3 separate regions of the Mus musculus genome follow, and all the other regions are linked to region 1. A link is a contact called in public HiChIP or PLAC-seq data. All regions are on one chromosome and are shown on one strand. Each heading gives the region's core, a stretch centred on a gene start, on an enhancer-like site or on the middle of the called end of the contact. The rest is flanking DNA. Distances are from core to core; before and after follow the strand shown. Region 1 holds the start of Ivns1abp (influenza virus NS1A binding protein). Region 2 overlaps Hmcn1 (hemicentin 1). Region 3 overlaps Hmcn1 (hemicentin 1).

Region 1 (2,750 bases), core at 90-2,589:
TCACTGCCAGAAGGAGCTCAGTAATCCAGGTCCCTAATAGTGTCATTTGCAACAAAAGTAATGTGCTATCAAAGAGAAAAGCTGGACGGCAAATGCCAGTTTCTCTAAGACACATAATCATACTAGCTGACAGCTCAGTTTCTACTTCCTCCTTTTGTGAAACAACAACAAAAAAGAAACGTCTCCTGGCCACAAGATCTTATTTTTTAAAAGTAATGAAGACCCCCCTCCCAATTTCTATTTCCTACCCGCTAACACATTAAAGAAGGGTAGGAAGCATTGTCAAAGAGCTCCAAGAAATGGCTACAAATTAAGCGGGATGATCAAAGTCAGGTCTAGACTGTGTAAGCGCCCTCTATAAACCAGTATAAGCATTAATCTGGAAACCTTTACCTAACTCGATTATGTGTATACTTTATAGACCTTTGGATATAATCTCACCAAATCCCCTCATCTTCAATCAAGGAAACTTCCCAGCATGTGCTTCAGAGTCATATGAAGAAGTGGAGCCCAGCTTAAATCACATTTGACCTAAACAACTGCCTGCCTCCTAGGGGCAAGGTGGGTGGATGACTGGGCTTGGCTCCTGGGTTAAAAGGCCCCAGGGGGTAGAGATAGGGACTAACAATTCCCCAAGCTACTTTTCTTTGTCCAAAGAAGTCGAGACATCAGGAACTGATACCAGAGGGGGACAAAAAGTAGAAGTGAACACGCATTTTATGGCACACCGATAATATCTCTTTCACCTTTTTTTTTTTTTTTTTTTTTTTTAAACACACTCACTGAATGCTCACCCAAAGCAGGCCAATAGAGGGGCTAGTTGTTCAGGCCCTCCTCTGACTTATCCCTTCTTCCTCCATTCTTCTCACCCCTCCACCTCCAAGGTAAGAGCCTGATGCTCAACTACTGCCGCGGGGTTCCCACAACACGCAGCTCCAGTCTAGGCTAGTTGCCTAGAAGTCAGTGTGACGCTGAGAACTCTAATCGCCACGTCGGATCTCTGGAGAAGGTAGGGCAGGTGGAAGAGGAAGGAGGGAACCAGTTCCTGGACAGTGGAAAAAAAAGGGCGAAGCGAGGGTGTGAGGCTCGGGAGGGAGCGCGCGCTCGATAAGTAACAGGAGGAGCGGTCCCCGCCGCCCCGCTCTCCCGGATCACCTTGCGCTGACCTAGTTGAGCCGAGAAGGAAGGAGGGGGCGGTTGAGGAAAAGAGCTATGAGGTGGGCGGGGCCCTGTCCGGGGGCGGAGCCTCAGAGCGGGATCTTCCCGGGAGCTCGCCTGTGATTCGCTCAGGCATCAGAGCCGGAAGCGGCCGGGAGGCGTTGGCGGCAGCGCACGTGGTGACGTGCGAGGGAGTGCGGCGCGAGCGCGCGCGGCGGCGGCGGCGGTGGCAGTGTGTTCGGGACGCGCGTGGAGGTCGGTCAGTCGCTCGGAGGTGCTGGGCGCGTCGTGGCGGCGAGCGAGTTCCCGCGAGTACCCACTGGTCTTCCTCAGCCCGCAGCCTCCCGCCCGGTCGCCCCGAGCCCCTTCCAGCGCCTTCCGCCTGCAGCCCGTCGAAGCTCTGGAGATGAATTTCGCCATCTCTTCAGAGATGACCCAGGTAACGCGCTGTACGCGGGCGCCGCGGGAGGGAGAGGGCGGGGTGGGAAGATGGTGGTGGTGCGGAGCGTCCCGCTGTCCCGGGAGACACGGGCATCGCGGGGCTCCGCATTCGGCTCGGTTGCCGGCTGGCGGGGGAAGAGCGCGGTGGTCCCGGACCTTCCTCCGCCGGGGCGGGGATCGTCAGGCTTCCGCGCTGGGTGACGGAGGGTCCCCGGGACCTGGCCCGGCGGAGGACTAGGAGGGATGACCCGCCGGATGAGAGCGGCGGCCACCGAGGACTGTAGACATCGTTTCCCGCTGTCAGGAGCGAGGTGCCGGCTGCGGTTTGGGGCTCTCCGGGCTAAGACTCCCCGCGGCCGGCGCGTGGGGACACAGAGCCGCCCTCAGAGCGCATCGGTTCCAGGGGTTAGGCGTGGGGTGGCACGGAGTCCCTGGTCGCCGTGGACCACGGGGTCCTTTGTTCGAGCTCCACGTTGCCCGCTTTTCTTGCCAAGCGCGGGGAAAAGGAGGCGGGAGGAGCGAGGGAGCGGCTGCCCTGACGTGTCAGCTCTGAGTGACTGCGCCGCCGGCCAATCGCGGCCAATCGCGGCCGGGGGTGTGCGGGTGCCTCGCTGTACCCGCCGAGAGCGCGCCCCAGGCCTTGCAGCGCGGGGTCCCCGGCGCGCCGGGGCACAGGCTCCATGTTCTCTGAAAGAAATAGGTGGAGAGCAGGCTTTTCGTCCGATCACCTTTTTTTTTTTTTTTCTATTTTTGGGTAAAGGACCTCGTTGATAAGACACCGGGGAGTGTCAGAGTGGAGATTAACGTAAGGAAATCTGTACACACACACACACAAATTTGAGAAATATTTCCGCCTTTCCCTCAATAAGTTGCAGATAAATGATTCCGGAGAGCAAACATTTCGATCAAAAAGAAGTCGGACGGCCTAAAAGGCAACGTTTTGTTTAATGTCTGTCAGTAGTGGAGGTTAGAACACCCAGATATCAAGTTCTTAGGAGTTTTGTTGTGGTCTCCTGTTTTGGCAATACACCATAGCTCTGGAAGTAAGAGCACACAAGCCGCACGGACTAAATCACCTTAGCCATATTTTCTTTAATTTTAACACCAGTGGTTGACTTAGGAAAAAAATAACTAAGAAAATAGTTTCAGGT
Region 2 (2,750 bases), core at 76-2,575, 770 kb before region 1:
GTGAGTTCCAGTCCAGCCACTGGTACAGAATGAGACCTTGTTTCAGGAAAGAAAAATGAGAGGACTAATACTCTTGTCTTCTATAATGGATTAACTGATGATGTCTGGCTTTTAATAAACATTGTAAAGACATGAAAGGAGATACTTTAAAAATAATTCGGGATAAATACTCTTGGAACATCTGCAGGCACCAAGTCCTGACACTATTACTGATGCCATGTTGTGCTTGCAGACAGGAGCCTAGCATGGCTGTACTCTGAGAGGCTCTACCAGGAGCTGACTGAGACAGATGCAGATGCTCACAGCCAAACATTGGACTGAGGTCACGGACCCCTATGGGAAAGTTAGGGGAAGGAGTGAAGGAGCTGAAGGGGATGGCAACCCCTAGGAAGAACAACAGTATAAACTAACCAGGACCCCTGGGAGCTCCCAGAGACTAAGCCACCAACCAAAGAGCATACATGGGCTGGTACATGGCCCCTGGTATATGTGTAGCAGAGGCCTGACTGCCTTGTCTGGCCTCAGTGGAAAAGGGTGAGCCTAATCCTGTAGACTTGGTGCCCCAGGATAGGGGATGAATGAGGTGGGGGTGGGTGGGTAGTTGGAGAAGCACCCTCTCAGAGGCAAAGGGGTGGGGGGTGCGGTAAAAAAGTCTGGGAGGGGGGACTGCAAGGAGTGCAACATTTGGAATGTAAATAGATAAAATAATTTAAAAAAATACAAAGTATAATTAACCTGGACTCTTTTTGTTTGTTTGCTTTTGTTTTTGTTTCTCAAGACAGGGTTTCTCTGTGTAGCCCTGGCTGTCCTGGAACTCACGCTGTAGACCAGGCTGGCCTCGAACTCAGAAATCCACCTGCCTCTGCCTCCCAAGTGCTGGGATTAAAGGCGTGTGCCACCATGCCCGGCCAACCTGGACTCTTAATAAATATACACCATCTGTTTAAAACAGAAAACAGAACTCCTTTCAAATCCTGTATAATATTACATTTTCTTCTTTTAGAAAGCATATTTTTATTAATATTTTCAAACAAGGCATTATTTGTCATGTATGAAAGTCTGTTTGAGTTTTCTTTTTTAATATCTGCGGTGCATAAAATCAGGCTGACTTTCTTTTAGTTTCTCCTTTTTGTTTCTCAGTCAAATCTTGATTGGTCACACTTTTTGTATTTTGTTTTTAATTTTACAGCCCAGTGGCTTCCACTTTTGACAGGATTCTCTGTCTTTGTTCCTTATGACACTGTCCATTGTAATTTTCCAGCTCTTACTGACACGGCCATTAGTAATGTATAAAGCTTTAAAAAAAAAAATCCCGTGCTGAAAAACAGCCTCTTGCTCCTTGTAAATGCCTCAAAGACTTTCTAAAGCTATAAAGAGACTCTAAGCTATTCCTTAGAGTAAAGAATTCTTTAAAACGGCAGAAATGTTTTCTCTGGTGTCTTTTTGAAACCACAAAAGTATGTAACCCATTTAAATTGCAAACACTTCCATAACACCTGTTTCTGATTTGTTCACAGTATTTTCCACTCTGTAGCACAAGTGAAGACTGAAAAATGTTTTGAGCTAAATGAAGGCAATTAAAAAAAAACCTGGCAGGATTTAGAAATGAAGGAAAATCTCTCTAATGAGTGTATCATATAACCCTTTAACTTTGCTTAAAAGATTTTTGTGGTTCAGTTGATAATTCTAAATGCTTTGGTATTTGCCCTGCATCCTTCTTTGGTTCCTGAGACAGCTGTCAGAAGGGTAGTTGTAGGTTTTGGCATTGGTGCTCTCTCTGTCTCTGTCTCTGTCTCTGTCTCTGTCTCTGTCTCTGTCTCTGTCTCTGTCTCTGTCTCTGTCTCTGCCTCTCTTTTCTTTCTCTCTCTTAATAGTGAGACAAGACAAGCTCTAGTTGGCCTTAAACTCACAGTGCTCTGCCTGAGGTCCTGAGTTCAATTCCCAGCAACCACATGGTGGCTCACAACCACCTGTAATAGGATCTGATGCACTCTTCTGGTGTTTGTCTGAAGATAGCTACAGTGTACTCATATAAAAATAAATAAATCTTAAAAAGAAAGAAAAGAAAAGAAAAGGCATTTGCAATCAAATCTAGTGACATCAGTGTTCTTTTAGAAAGATGTCTGGGCTGAGTCAGTTCAAAAGTACGGAGAGTTAGCACTTCCACCACCACCCCACCCCCAATCCAGAATGTGCTGTCTGCAGTATTCACAGCATCTTAGGAAAGATGAGAGGCCACTGGAGAATGTTCAACCTGAGATAGTGTTACCTTCGGTCTTGACTACACTAGGGTATTAGGGTTCACATAGTCATCTTAAGTAGGAGTTTTATTTATATACATGAGTGGGAATTATATCTATATTTAAGTTATTCATGTAGGGATTGATGGGTGACAGCCAAGGCTCTACTGAGTTCAAGCTTCCTCTTCAGCCCCAACAACCGATGTGGGAACCCTCAGACAGCAGGAAGAGTCAAAGGAACATCAGGTAAAGCCATCCTTCCTGCTGGTCTTGGTTTCCAGGACACACCTCCTACAGGCTACATTCCTTACAAGTCTTTGTGAAGTTGAAAAGGAAAACTCCAATCTCAATTTTATGGCTATTGTAAAATGTTCTCATAAAGATTTTACTGGTTTCAAAAGGATATGGTTTGTATATGACAGAAAAGAACAGAACTCAGAGGCACACACCATGCTCAGATTTTGTTTGTAAAATTGAGGGAGGTTTCTTTTTAATATAAACATATTATAA
Region 3 (2,750 bases), core at 92-2,591, 580 kb before region 1:
GAAAAGGGTCTTGAGAAAACTGGCATGTTGTCCAGCCTACGCCATTTGATCTTTGGTTCTGGATAACCCTGAACATAACAAGGCAATGTCACATTGGAGCCAATTTCCACGGCCACATCAGAAGGTTCTTGTATGAAAACCGGAGGTGCTGGAAGGGACAAGAGAAAAACGTCACTGGCAGAAAATGTGGACATATTAAGAATAAACCTTATTAGGTCGTCAACAGGTTGAACAAATCATTATTCATAAAATATTGTAAATTTACCCTATAGCTACTCTCATATGACAGGCATGCATTTTTCATTATAAATTAACTCTTAAAATAAACACTCATCTTTGCCCTACAGATGTAGGTGATGTGACCATCTTAGAAAGAACTATTACAGAAATTTCTTTTCAGTATGAGTATATTTTATAGTGCTCAAACCTTAAACAATCCTGAGTTTATAATGAAATATAATATTTCTGTTATTCATAAAAAACTTGTTGGTTGGATTTCTAAATGAACTTAATTTGTACCAAAGTGTTTAATCACTAATCCCCATCAGACATAATAACAATATTTATTACTGAAGTGTAAGTATGTTTGGTATTGTATTCTTGCTCCTTATAGCTCAATTTTTAAGTCAGAGAAGTGTAAGTTTGAGAATCAATCATGTAAGTTATAATAGCAGAACGCATTTGGTAAAGAGAGAGTAGGAAGTGTTTAGCATCTTAAGGAGAACTGAGACATATGAAGAAATCTGGGGATTCACATCATTCCGGTAACTAGGAGGACTGAGACGAAGACCCTGAGGTCTATGATGAACACACTTCTCCAGTATAACACAGGTCTACAATATAAGGAGGATGCTGTTGGGAACCACCCAGGGCTGAGACTCTCAGAAGCTGATGAATAATAATATTTGAGACATCAGGTAAGAATAAACACATGGGATGCTATTGGAAGCAGTGTGAGGAACCTACTCATATAAAGTTCTAAGAGATGTTAAGCTGGAAGTCAAGCAAGGATCCAGGTAACCAAGGGCAACAGCTATCACTTTCAGAGCCAAGGCTTTTGTCAAATAATTTCAGTGGTTTCCAATCTACAACCCCACTCTGGTTTTATAGATGAGGAAACAGAAACGTAGTTGATTTGCTAAGTGTCAATGGAATCATATGAGGAAGAGAAGATTAGAAGCTAGTTTACACCTCAGAGTTGTCTCTACATGTTCTAATAGCTATGCCTCGGCATACTGGTTAGCAGTCTCATTTTTAAAGAATGATGTAGACATCACTTCCTTCCTTCTCAGCCACATCTGCAGATTGGATATACAGCTGTCCTCCACCAGTGCTGGGGTTCTGTTTTTAGCCTGGAATAGACTTCCTTTCACTCTGCAGCTTTGTGTGCATTGTTTCCTGTACTACACAGAGCCTGGCTTGTGGCCAGTCAGCAATCCTGGCTCTTCTCCACAGCAGAACCAACTTTTCTCGTTGTAGCTTGTGTTATCACCTCTCCTGCAAGTGTAATGTCTGTTGTTGAAATACTGACAACCCTTTAACCCAGTTTCCAAGGGACACCCCTCAATGACATCACCTCTTTATTGGCATGGTGACTTCCCTTTTTGATATATATAGACACACACACACACATCCTTTAACAGTAGCTAACATATACATGGTACATTGTATGTGGCTACTGGATACTAGTGAATGAATTATTGAGTTATCATGGAAAGCTATGGTAACAATTCAAATTTGTGTTTATGTATAAGAAAGTGGTAGAGACACCTCACCACATTACATTTGAACTTGCACTTTCGAAAGGAAAAAGACAATTTCAAAAGCCTTCTTACAAAATTTAAGATAAAAACAATTGAAAAAGATGTTTTTGAGAAGAGAATGTTTTACCTCTGTTTAGATAGTTTTTCTTAATTTGTATGTATACATATGAATTCAACCTATAAAAATGACCAGTAGATATTTTAAATATAGTTCACAATGTAACACATTTTTTGCTTATTTCATTTCTATAATTTAATTCTTTCTAGAGTGAACATAGTCAATTAATCTAAAACATGAAGCTTGATGTGGTATGTGATAACTCAAGAGGCAGAGAGATCTCTGTGATTTCAGATCAGCCTGTTCAAATAGTTTCAGGCAAGACAGAGCTACAGAGTGAGAACCTATCTTGATGATGATGATGAGGAGGAGGAGGAGGAGGAGGAAGAGGAGGAGGAGGATATTATAAAATGTAAATATTTTTATGAAAAGAGGGAAGCTAAGTCTAAAAGTCTCAAACTGTACAAGGCCCAGGTCTTAGGCAGAGGAATGTTGCAATGGACTAAATAATAAATTTAAAAACAGTAAAAGATTATAGAGAAGACTTGGTTATGGTGGTTATGAAATCCACCAACTCAGGGAAGAGAAACCTCCCTTTTATTAAAATGTTAAATTATAATTATCAATGAAAAGTGATACTCTAGCATGTTATGGAGAAAGTAATGGAGAAGGAAAATCTGGATTCATAGCAAAAGAGCAAACTCAAGTTACACCCACAAACCTAATCAAGATGGGAGAAATCATGCATTGCAAGTAGATTCTTGAACAGCATCAGGCACCAGACATCAGATTAGGGAACATCCACACTGGGTCTCAAAACAAGAAGCAAATGAGAACACCAGGCCTGCAAGAGCAGCCAAAACAACGTCCACCACAAACAAACTTCCAAAATGAAGCAGCTCCTAGCTGAGCCAAGAAGACTTAAGTAC

What was found. HiChIP or PLAC-seq counts read pairs in DNA pulled down with a chosen protein or histone mark.
Region 2: a contact with region 1 is called in an H3K4me3 HiChIP or PLAC-seq map of craniofacial prominence, with 5 times the contacts expected there. The contact joins the enhancer-like site here to the promoter of Ivns1abp in region 1. A contact is called at or near these places in 4 of 39 promoter capture datasets (frontonasal cranial neural crest, hippocampal neurons, maxillary cranial neural crest and 1 more), 3 of 115 datasets of contacts at active chromatin or transcription factors (astrocytes, craniofacial prominence and embryonic forebrain) and 2 of 9 other capture datasets (adipose tissue and pancreatic islet).
Region 3: a contact with region 1 is called in an H3K4me3 HiChIP or PLAC-seq map of bone marrow-derived macrophages, with 3 times the contacts expected there. The contact joins the enhancer-like site here to the promoter of Ivns1abp in region 1. A contact is called at or near these places in 1 of 39 promoter capture datasets (hippocampal neurons), 1 of 484 Hi-C or Micro-C datasets (nephron progenitors) and 2 of 115 datasets of contacts at active chromatin or transcription factors (astrocytes and bone marrow-derived macrophages).

The regions. Positions count from the first base shown.
Region 1 is chr1:151,343,159-151,345,908 of GRCm38.p6, forward strand. Ivns1abp (influenza virus NS1A binding protein) reads left to right here and starts at 1,340. Exons shown (of 15, transcript NM_054102.2): 1 at 1,340-1,597. It also overlaps the pseudogene Gm10138.
Region 2 is chr1:150,569,481-150,572,230 of GRCm38.p6, forward strand. The region is part of intron 105 of Hmcn1 (hemicentin 1); the gene reads right to left. Among named protein-coding and RNA genes, the nearest start is that of Gm41967, 98 kb to the left of the region's middle. Within about 2 kb of position 1,326, at least 13 of the 459 cell types and tissues checked have an H3K27ac peak or open chromatin away from gene starts, as enhancers often do. A contact at or near this core is called in craniofacial prominence, where this site is marked.
Region 3 is chr1:150,758,315-150,761,064 of GRCm38.p6, forward strand. It overlaps Hmcn1 (hemicentin 1), which reads right to left. Exons shown (of 107, transcript NM_001024720.3): 16 at 1-148. Among named protein-coding and RNA genes, the nearest start is that of Hmcn1, 230 kb to the right of the region's middle. Within about 2 kb of position 1,342, at least 44 of the 459 cell types and tissues checked have an H3K27ac peak or open chromatin away from gene starts, as enhancers often do. A contact at or near this core is called in bone marrow-derived macrophages, where this site is marked.